Regions from separate parts of the Ovis aries genome. Here region 2 is linked to region 1. Evidence: chromatin contacts called from public Hi-C data. All regions are on one chromosome and are shown on one strand. The core of a region is the stretch at or near the end of the contact, and the rest is flanking DNA. Distances in the headings are between cores, read along the strand shown.

Evidence for each region. A called contact is a pair of places that touch in the nucleus more often than the background predicts.
Region 2: a Hi-C map of hypothalamus shows a contact between it and region 1, with 4 times the contacts expected there. The contact joins two enhancer-like sites. A contact is called at or near these places in 3 of 16 Hi-C or Micro-C datasets (hypothalamus and tail adipose tissue).

Annotation. Positions count from the first base shown.
Region 1 is chr13:63,939,005-63,943,760 of ARS-UI_Ramb_v3.0, forward strand. PIGU (phosphatidylinositol glycan anchor biosynthesis class U) reads right to left here. Exons shown (of 12, transcript XM_012189096.5): 10 at 4,508-4,632. Among named protein-coding and RNA genes, the nearest start is that of MAP1LC3A, 23 kb to the left of the region's middle. Within about 2 kb of position 1,942, at least 19 of the 54 cell types and tissues checked have an H3K27ac peak or open chromatin away from gene starts, as enhancers often do. A contact at or near this core is called in hypothalamus, where this site is marked.
Region 2 is chr13:64,093,334-64,098,089 of ARS-UI_Ramb_v3.0, forward strand. All of the region lies in intron 4 of NCOA6 (nuclear receptor coactivator 6), which reads right to left. It also overlaps the pseudogene LOC121816274. Among named protein-coding and RNA genes, the nearest start is that of NCOA6, 47 kb to the right of the region's middle. Within about 2 kb of position 2,043, at least 8 of the 54 cell types and tissues checked have an H3K27ac peak or open chromatin away from gene starts, as enhancers often do. A contact at or near this core is called in hypothalamus, where this site is marked.

The DNA of each region.
Region 1 (4,756 bases), core at 692-3,191:
ACAGTGGCAGACCTCTGCCCAATACGGGCCCGTGCTGGTCTGCAGCAGAGACTTGGCTGGTCAGTGTCACAGTGAGGATAACCAGCCAAGGTAGTTCAGAGATCTTGTCAGAGCTGAATGTTTCCAACTTAAGCTTCATTCTTTATTGAGTAATTACAGGTGTCTTGCTGCTGCCTGCTGTTGTTAAAAAGTCCTTTCTTTCATAAAATCGAGACAAATGGCCAGTAGTTGACTGTTTTAGTGTCTTCAGTAAAATAAAAAGTTGGAAACTCTGTCACCAGGATTTTTTTTTTAATGCTAGTAGTCCCTGAAATCCCATGATTTGGAAACACTGACTTGGAGGGCTTACAAGGTACTCTCTTCTGATCTGAAATTTCCACACTTCTGGGTTTTCAAAGCTGAGAGGTGAAAGCCCTGACTCAAGCCTCTTAGAGAACTCTAAGAGGCCTCAGTCTTGCTCCCAGAAACAGGAGTCTGGGGAGAAAGATGTCTGCACTGAGAGTTATTAGTAAACAAAGTTACAACCTCAAGAAAAGAGATGAAGTGAGTGAAGATCACTCAGTTGTGTCCGACTCTTTGTGATCCCATGGACTATACAGTCCATGGAATTCTCCAGGCCAGAATACTGGAGTGGGGAGCCTTTCCCTTTTCCAAGGGATCTTCCCAACACAGGGATTGAACCCAGGTGTCCAGCATTGCAGGCGGATTCTTTGCCAGCTGAGCCTGGTGAAGGGAAGCCCAGGATATGTCTATTTACCATTCCTCCACTTCATCACTATTTACATATTTTTCTCAATGGTTCTTTCTTTAAAAAACAAAACAAAACACTCCTAATACTTTCAGAGGTTTTGTTTTGTTTTTTCTTTTTCTGCATTGGGTCTTCGCTGCAGCAAATACGTTTCTCTCTAGTTGAGGTGCTTAGGCTCAGCAGGCCCGAGGTATGTGGATCCTAGTTCCCCTACCAAGAATCAAACCTCTTTCCCTTGCACTGGAAGCTGGATTCATAGCTAATCGATCACTAGGGAAGTCCTTCAGTGGTTCTTTCTGATTTCTGGGTAATTATTTTGCTGAAAAGAATACACAGTATTCCTAAAATAAAACTCCTGTGGTCTGACAGTCCAGCTGGCTCTTTGCTCCATGTCTCCAGTCACTCTGTATTTTAGGACGGGTGACAAGGAGGTGACCAAGTGCAGAGACTGAGAGAGGTTCACATGCACCTCCTGGGGGCAATCACAGAAAGCTCTGACAATGCTTTCCCTGTGCCCTGAAGAACTGTCACCACATCCAACTGGCTTCTGGCCTGTGGTGACCTTTGCAGGACTGTGGAGCTGCTACTCACTCTTGCTGGCTGACTGGCCTGAGGATTCCAGCTATACGCCAGAGCAGATGGAGCCAGGGACCCGGGGCACAGGACGGCCTGTTCCAGCACCACGATGTGTCGGAGATGTCAGAGGTGACCAGGTGACCCTTCATCCGCCACGCTGGGCCAGATAGAATCAGATTTCCCACCAAGTTCCCTGGGTGACTTCCTCAGATCTCTGGCTCCATCACTGACAAACTGAAACCTCAGGCAAGTCACTTTCCCTCTCTGAGCCTCAGGCATTGAGAAATAAAATTCCACTGGAAGAATCCAGTCCCATTGGGAGGGGCACAGAAGGTATTTAGGGACTTCAAAGGTCATGGTGCTGTTTCTTTTCTTAAACTAGGTGCTGGGCACATGGAAATTTATTGTATTTTTTTAGTAACAAATGCATATTTTAAAATCAATATTCCTTTATCTGTATGTAATAATTAATACCAAAAAAGAAAAAATGAAGGACACACACACACACAAAATCCAGCCCTTTGGTAACTGGCTCTTTGAGCTTGACCACTGCAGGCTGGCACGGGCCTTGCCAGCAGGCTGTTCCCTAACACCGCGCTTGTGTGTCTGTGTGACTCATCCTGGCCCCAAGCTCCGCAGAGTCCCAGCATCTGGGACCTGCACTCGGGGGAGGGCCCACATGCCTCTCCTCCCCACTAAGCAGGACAGGAAAACAAAACGGCGAATGTGTGAGCAGGCATGCTGACACTGGTAACTCATGTCTAAACCGAATTCTTAAACACATTAGAAGCTGATTATATTCAACCTAGGTGTAAAGACCTCACAAGGATTCCACTCACACGTCCACACAACCAGGCTGAAGATGCCCTGGACAAACAGAATGACTCATAGTTGTCTTGCCCCAAACAGACATGCCAAGTCTGAGCGTTCTCTGCTTCAGGAGCTGCACCTGGCAGACAACGCTGTCTGCGGGCCCTTCAGACAAGCTCAACTTGCTCAGTGAGCCAACAACAGCATCTATTAGCTCATCCAGGTTTCCGGAAACCCCATCCTTATTTTTTGTGCCTCATCACCCAGAGGGCATAAAATAGTTCAAGTTTTGAAAAATATGTTTATTTCAATGACTCTGAGTGACTCTGGTTTTCAAGCCTGAAGCTTTGATCATGAAACTATGCAGGAGACCTCCCTGTGTAATTACTACTACTAATAATAACAGTGGGGCTATTTACATTTATTCTTTCTCAGACCTCAAACACCCCTGAAAGATATTCTGACAGATGAAAAAATGGGAAACTCAGAAAGGTTAAACGACTTGCTAGTAATGGGAAAGCCAGAATTCAGACTCAAGACTGTCTGGCTCCAGACTCTCTTTAGCAATAGGGGATGAAAGATCTCACCTGAGGGAGACACCCTCTGTGGGAGAGACAGCCAGAGCAACTCCATCTTAGGGGAAAGAGGACCAACGTCCCCCAGACTCACCCCATCACAAACTAGGGTATGTTCACATGTCCTGTGCCTTTGGGACTTGCCAAGGGGCCCCAGGCTGACTCTGAGACCCCTCTACTGGGTGAACTGGGTGATTCTTGTCTGTTCAATGAGGATGCCACAAGCAGAAGATGCTACTTCCTGCTTCTGATCTGCTCGACTGGTCACTGCCCCACCTGGAGGAGCAGTCCTGCTTGTCCTGCCCACTCAACCTGTTTACCTTTGCTCAAAGGCCCACTCCTATAGACAGGTTTCTTTCTAGCAGCTGGTCAGTTTCACTTCCCGGTTGATGCTCAGCAGCCCCAAAACAACAATAAAGACATTTCCTCTGAAGCCTGTCCTCCCCAGGTTTATTGCTGTGCAAGGAAAATTCTGTAGCTCCCTTCCTGTTTTAGAGAATCAGGTGGTGTTGGGCCACTGGCACTGCTTCTTTATTGAAGTGAAGTCGTTCAGTCGTATCCGACTCTTTGTGACCCCATGGACTGTAGCCTACCAGGCTCCTCCGTCTGTGGGATTCTCCAGGCAAGAGTACTGGAGTGGGTTGCCATTTCCTTCTCCAGGAGATCTTCCCAACCCAGGGATCGAACCCAGGTCTCCCGCATTGCAGGCAGGCGCTTTACCATCTGAGCCACCAAAAATCCCATCCACACAGATTAGGACTGACATATACACAAGAGTACCATATATAAAACAGATAACTAATAAGGACCCACTGCATAGCACAGGGAGCTCTCTAATAGCCTGTATAGGAAAAGAATCTAAAAATGGAGTGGATGTATGTATATGCATAATTGATCCACTTTGCTATATTCCTGAAACACAACATTATAAATCAACTAAACTCCAATAAAAACTATTTAAAAAAAAAAAAAACCATCCACAAACATTTGAACATTTGTTAGGTTGTTCTGTGTGTCATCGGGTGTAATCCTGGATGCTGGGGACACAAAGGTGAGTGAGTCATGAGGCTACTCTTAGGGAGCCCACAAACAGTGTAAAGAACCCAGAGGACACAGAGCCTGACTCAGGGCAACAGCAGGAAATACTAGAAAGAACAACTAGATCAGCACTAGGCCGACTTCGGAGGAAGAGCCTGAACGGGTCTTCACATCAGGCACGAAGTCTACGGTGCAGCACGGGGAAATGGTTCAAAGCCACACTGTCCAGCATGACAGCCACTACCCATGTGTGGCTTCTTTAAATTAGATTAAAATTCAGCTCCCCAGTCACACTCGTGGTTACTCTATTGGACTGGGCAGATACAGGGCATGTCTATCATCACAGAAAGCCCTACTGGGCAGTGCTGGCTGGAGGCTCCTGCATTTGGATGCCAATGCCAGCCCTTCTACTACCAGTCTTGTGCCCTTGAACAAGCGACTCTATCTTTCTGTACCCTAGTTTTCTCATCTGCAAATGGGGATACTTTTCCTCAAAGTCTGGTGTGAAGATAAAATGAGCTGATGCACATAACATTCTTAGAACCACAGCGACCAGGTACACAGTCAGTGCTCAATAAATGCTGGTTATTTTTATTATTACCACTTGTGTGTAGCACCAAGGGGCAGATGTTGTGCTTCATGTCACTGCTGCCACAGCAGGTGCCCAAAAAATGCCTGTTCCTTCCTAACCACCGGCTGTTTTCTTCCAGGGCGAGGTGACACAAACCTGTGCCAGAGGGTGCGAGGTGGGGGTACTCACATCTGTAGAGATGGTTCCACACGGGGAAGAAGGCCATGTAGAGGGCCACATCCCCCACCGTCGGGTAGGACTTGAAGATGGCGATGATGGCGATCTGGATGAACATGAAGAAGATAGGGTGCTCCCTGGGGCAAGGTGGGGCAGACAGAGAGAGAGGCGGAGGTCAGTCAGGGACCAGGCCCACCCAAGAGTCTCCTCACCCCAGCCCTGAAACCCAAATACATTCTCCAAGGGACTTTATGCAGGGCA
Region 2 (4,756 bases), core at 793-3,292, 150 kb after region 1:
TTTAGGGCAAGATGACAAAGAATGAAGCCAATGAAGGCACAGCAGTTTCCTGTCTTGTCACGATATAGGTCAGCTAGATAAATAGATAAAATATTAACTATTGTAACTATTGTACCAGATAGCTTGGTAATAGGGAACAAATATCTTAACAATAAGTGACCAATCACCAGGGGCTATACAATGTTCTAAATTGCCTATGGGAGTTAAGAATAAAAGAGAAAAAGAATACAGATCTTGAGGGTTTCCACCAAAGGGAAAGAACTATTAACATACTAAATTTGCGAAGACGTTCTAGGTGGAAGAGCTTTTGTTTTTGAAATGGACAACAGATCATAAAAGTGGCTTGTGGCTGTTACTAACAGCTCAGATGTGGTCCTTGCCAGTCTCTCTAATCTCAATTCAAACTAGTTTCTCCTTCAATAACAAGGACTCAGGCTCAGTGGCCTTTTTTACTTTCGTAGGCACACAAACCCACTTTTCACCTTAAGGCCTTTGTACAAGTTGTTCTCTCTGCCTAGAGCAATTCTCCGGCACTCCTCACATAAACCGTCTTCTCAATTTTCAGTGTAAGATTAAGTGTCACAAGCCCCTAAAGTCTTCTCCAATCATTTTTTCCAATGTCAGGTCACCCTTATCAAAACATCTTGTTACTTCTTCAGAGCACATCCCATGTAGTTACTCATTCACTTATTTTCTTGTCTGCCTCCCCTTTATGGGCTTCTGAAGTAGCACTAGTGGTAACGAATCTGGCTGCTGATGCAGGAATGCAAGAGACACCAATCCCTTGGTCAGGAAGATCCTCTGGAATAGGAAACGGCAACCCGCTCTAGTATTCTTGCCTGGAAAATCCCATGGACAGAGGAGCCTACAGTCCATGGGGTCACAAAAAGTCAGACATGACTGAGCACGTACACACACTCTTTTATCTGTTCTCCCAGGATAGTTATTAATAGTTATTCATAGTAACTCCATTTATTTTCAATTCCTAATTTAAATGATAAATTTTATGGCCACCTTAATTATATCCTGTAAACACTGAACAGTGCCTGGTGTACATAACAGGCACTCCATTAGCTATTTACGGACTATATGATGAAAAGTCATCTTATCATAACCTTACAAAGAATCATAGACATTTTTCCATATGGCAATTGCATTCCAGGAAAACCTCACGGTCCATAAAAATCTCACACTGAAAATAATAGGTTTCATGGGAGAAATACTGTTGAGGCAAACTCAAAACCCATGCGGCTTTGTAACTAGAGCTCTAATGAAAACAAAAATTGGTGTAGGCAACACACCTGAACACTAGAGTGGAAATGCCTGGTCAAAGCTGGGAGGGAACACAGATGCAGTGGAGCTTTGAGCTAGTGGGGCTGCCCTCCAGGTGGGCATGGGAGGAAGTAAAGTTCACAAGCTGAGAGCCATGCAATGCTGAGGGTGTACTTCTGGGGAAGGTACCTGAGTGTAACTTCTCATTCTCAATTTGCTGAAAAAAAGCTGAAAGGGCTCCCAGCCATGTAGCAACAGATCAAAAGGTTTATGGACAATTAACCTTCTAATCCTACTTTCTAACTGCCTTTGCCCAGGCAAAAAAAAATAATGTATGAATAAACCCAATTTCCACACTATACTACTGTTATTATCCTATTTACAAGCTGCACATAAGTTAGTTGTTGTCAAGGAAACACACATAGAAGAGAACACTACTGGCTCTCCAACGTGCTGACTGGGGTTGGCAGACTATGACCCATGGGCCAAATCAAGCCTGTTGCCTGTTCAGATAAATAAGTGTTACTGGAACACAGCCACATTCACTCATTTACATATTGCTTTGACTGTTTTTTGCACTATAGCAGCAGAGCTGAGTTGTCTTGACAGAGATCTTCTGGCCCACAGAGCCAAAAATTTTTACTCTTTGACCCTTTACAGACTCCTACTTTAAATCAGAATGAATTTACAGGGGAGTCACAAAATGTCCTCAAAAGAGATGTCTCCTCAACTCCCTGGCCAAAACTCAAAAGAAGGGTACAGGGAGTGTTCTTCAATGGAGAAAAGACTGTGTGTCCTTGGGTGTAGGACAACCTGTTCCTCCAGCCCTGCAGCAGACACCACAATAGTGACAAGACCTCCTCTTTAAACCTAAAAGGCATCAGCCCATCATCAGTTTCACAAAAGCAACAGCTGCTGCCACCACTTTCACTCCTGCCTGAATTCCCAGTGAATGCGGAAAGAGAAAAGGAGATCACCCATTTTAGTACACCCTTTTAGATGTACTCTAAAAGTTAAAAAAAAAAACAAAACTCTTTTCTGTAGTATGATAATCACTGCCACATGTAAATTTCATAATTTCTTATAATATATGTGATCTATTTTGCTTCCATGCTGGTATTTGCATTTTAATTTATGGCTATAGGAATAAACAGGAATCTTACTCTTTTGAAGATTTGTAGGAAGTAGGGATGATTAAGAGAAGAAACTTGGGGTCATACAGACAGCGCATTCTGCCCTGCTCACCGAAGTTCTCGAGCAAGCTATGTGTCTGCCCTTTTGGCTTTCTGAACGTCACCAAGACGGTTGGCAAGAATAAGCGTCTTACAAAAGGAGGCAGAAAGGGAGCCAAGAAGATAGTGGTTGACCCATTTTCTAAGGAAGACTGGTATGATGTGAAAGCACCAGCTATGTTCAATACAAGGAATAGTAGGAAAGCACTGACCACAAGAACTCAAGGAAACAAAATCACATCTGATGGCCTCAAAGGTTGTGTTTTTGAAATGAATCTTGCTGATCTACAGAATGATGAAGCTGCCTTTAGACGATTCAAGCTAATTACGGAGGATGTTCAGGGTAAAACCTGACTGAGATTTCCATGGTATGGATCTTACCTGTGACAAAATGTGCTCAACGGTCAAAAAATGGCAGACCATGACTGAAGCACATGTTTATATCAATGTGCTTCATCTGTTCTCACATGTGTTTTACTAAAAAATGCAACAATCAGATTTGGAAGACTTCTTATGCCCAGCACCAGCAGGTGCGCCAGATTCACAAGATGATGGTGGAAATCATGACCTGAGAGGTGCAGACAAATGACTTGAAGGAGGATGTCAATAAATCGATTCCAGACAGCACGGGAAAAGACAGAGAAAAAGCTTGCCAACCTATTTTTCCACTCTATGATGTCTTTGTTAGAAAAGTAAAAATGCTTCAGAAGCCCAAGTTTGAAGTAGGAAAACTCGCGGAGCTACATGGTAAAGGTAGTAGTTCTGGAAAAGTTGCTGGGGATGAGACAGGTGCTAAAGCTGAATAAACTAATGGATATAAGCCAACAGTCCAAGAACCTGTTTAAAATGCAGACTTTTAATAGTGACAAACAAAAGATCTTATTTGTGGTTTAAAAAAAAAAAGAGAAGAAATTTGATGTTTCCTTTCTCCACTGGAAAACACTACCACAAAGCCCTTATAATTCAGGTAAACAGGTAACATAGACTATAAAATGTTTAGGGTTTTTAAGAAACTGCTTATATGTTTCTTATTTAAAAAATGCATGCTGATGTGCTTATAAAACATAAACAACTTATATGGTGTTATTAACAATAGCTGTTTGACTTCTACTCTTCCCAAAAGTTCATCCTATGTTTAATAGATTGCAGTGAATTAATTTTACTTTTCTGAATCCTTTTGGACAATCAAAACAAACTGGTTATTGTTTAAGCCACTATTCTCGTATTTATCAAATTATGGAATTCACCTCATTTCTCAATCTATCTCTTAACAATCTGTTTGTTATTATTGCTCCTTCTGGGGCACAATAATCTACAATCTTAACTGCACAAAATGTGTCTCACTCCTAAACATAAAATGTTGACCTTTCAGTTACTGAGGTTTTGTGGAACTTTTAGGTCCTATGCAAGCACAGGGTCAGAAGGGCTTGGCTGACAAGGGCAAGAAAAGGCTGGAATCACTCACTGGTTGCCACCTTGTTTGCATCAACGCAGGAAGGGGAAAGAAGGTTTTAGTACATTGGACACCAAAAGACAGACGCTCCTCTGTGCTTCCTCATACCTGGTAGTTCCATCTCTCAGGTTTATCTCCCTCATCAAGGTCATGAGTTCCTTCTGAGTTCATAAAGGCAAAGCCTATATTTTGCTTATCACGTATTCCAAGAGCTGAAGCAAACTAGTGCTATTATATATGTGCTTCCTTTACTTTCATTCAGCATATGTTTATTAAAGAACTTAACATGTACAGGCAAGTAAAGATACAACAGTCAGCAAAACAAGATGTGGTTTCTCCCCTACTGGAGCTTGGAGTCCATGGGGGAACAAAACAATCATCAAAATAATTGCTCTAGTGAAGGTGTAAGAAATGATCAGAGCAGGGGAAAACCAGACTTTTGCAAAAGCATGTGAAAAAAGATTCTGATTCAGTCAAGGAGTTCAGAAAACACATCCTTAAGATTGAAGCTGATACTTGAAGGCTGGGTATATAACTAACAGAAAGGGGAATGGTAGGGAACAACATCCATACAGAGGAGACATCAATGCAAAGGACCTGTGACAGGAAGAAGAAATGTATAATCAAGGAACCGAAAGAATGCTGAAGAGGCTAGAACAGACAGCAAGGAGGAGGGAGAGGAGCTGGATGAGAGAAGGCTAGATGAGAAATGTAAAGGTCAGACTATGCGAAGCCCGAGGTCACAATACAGAGTTTGGACATTATTCTGCAAATAATGGCCAGTCATAGCACAGTTTTA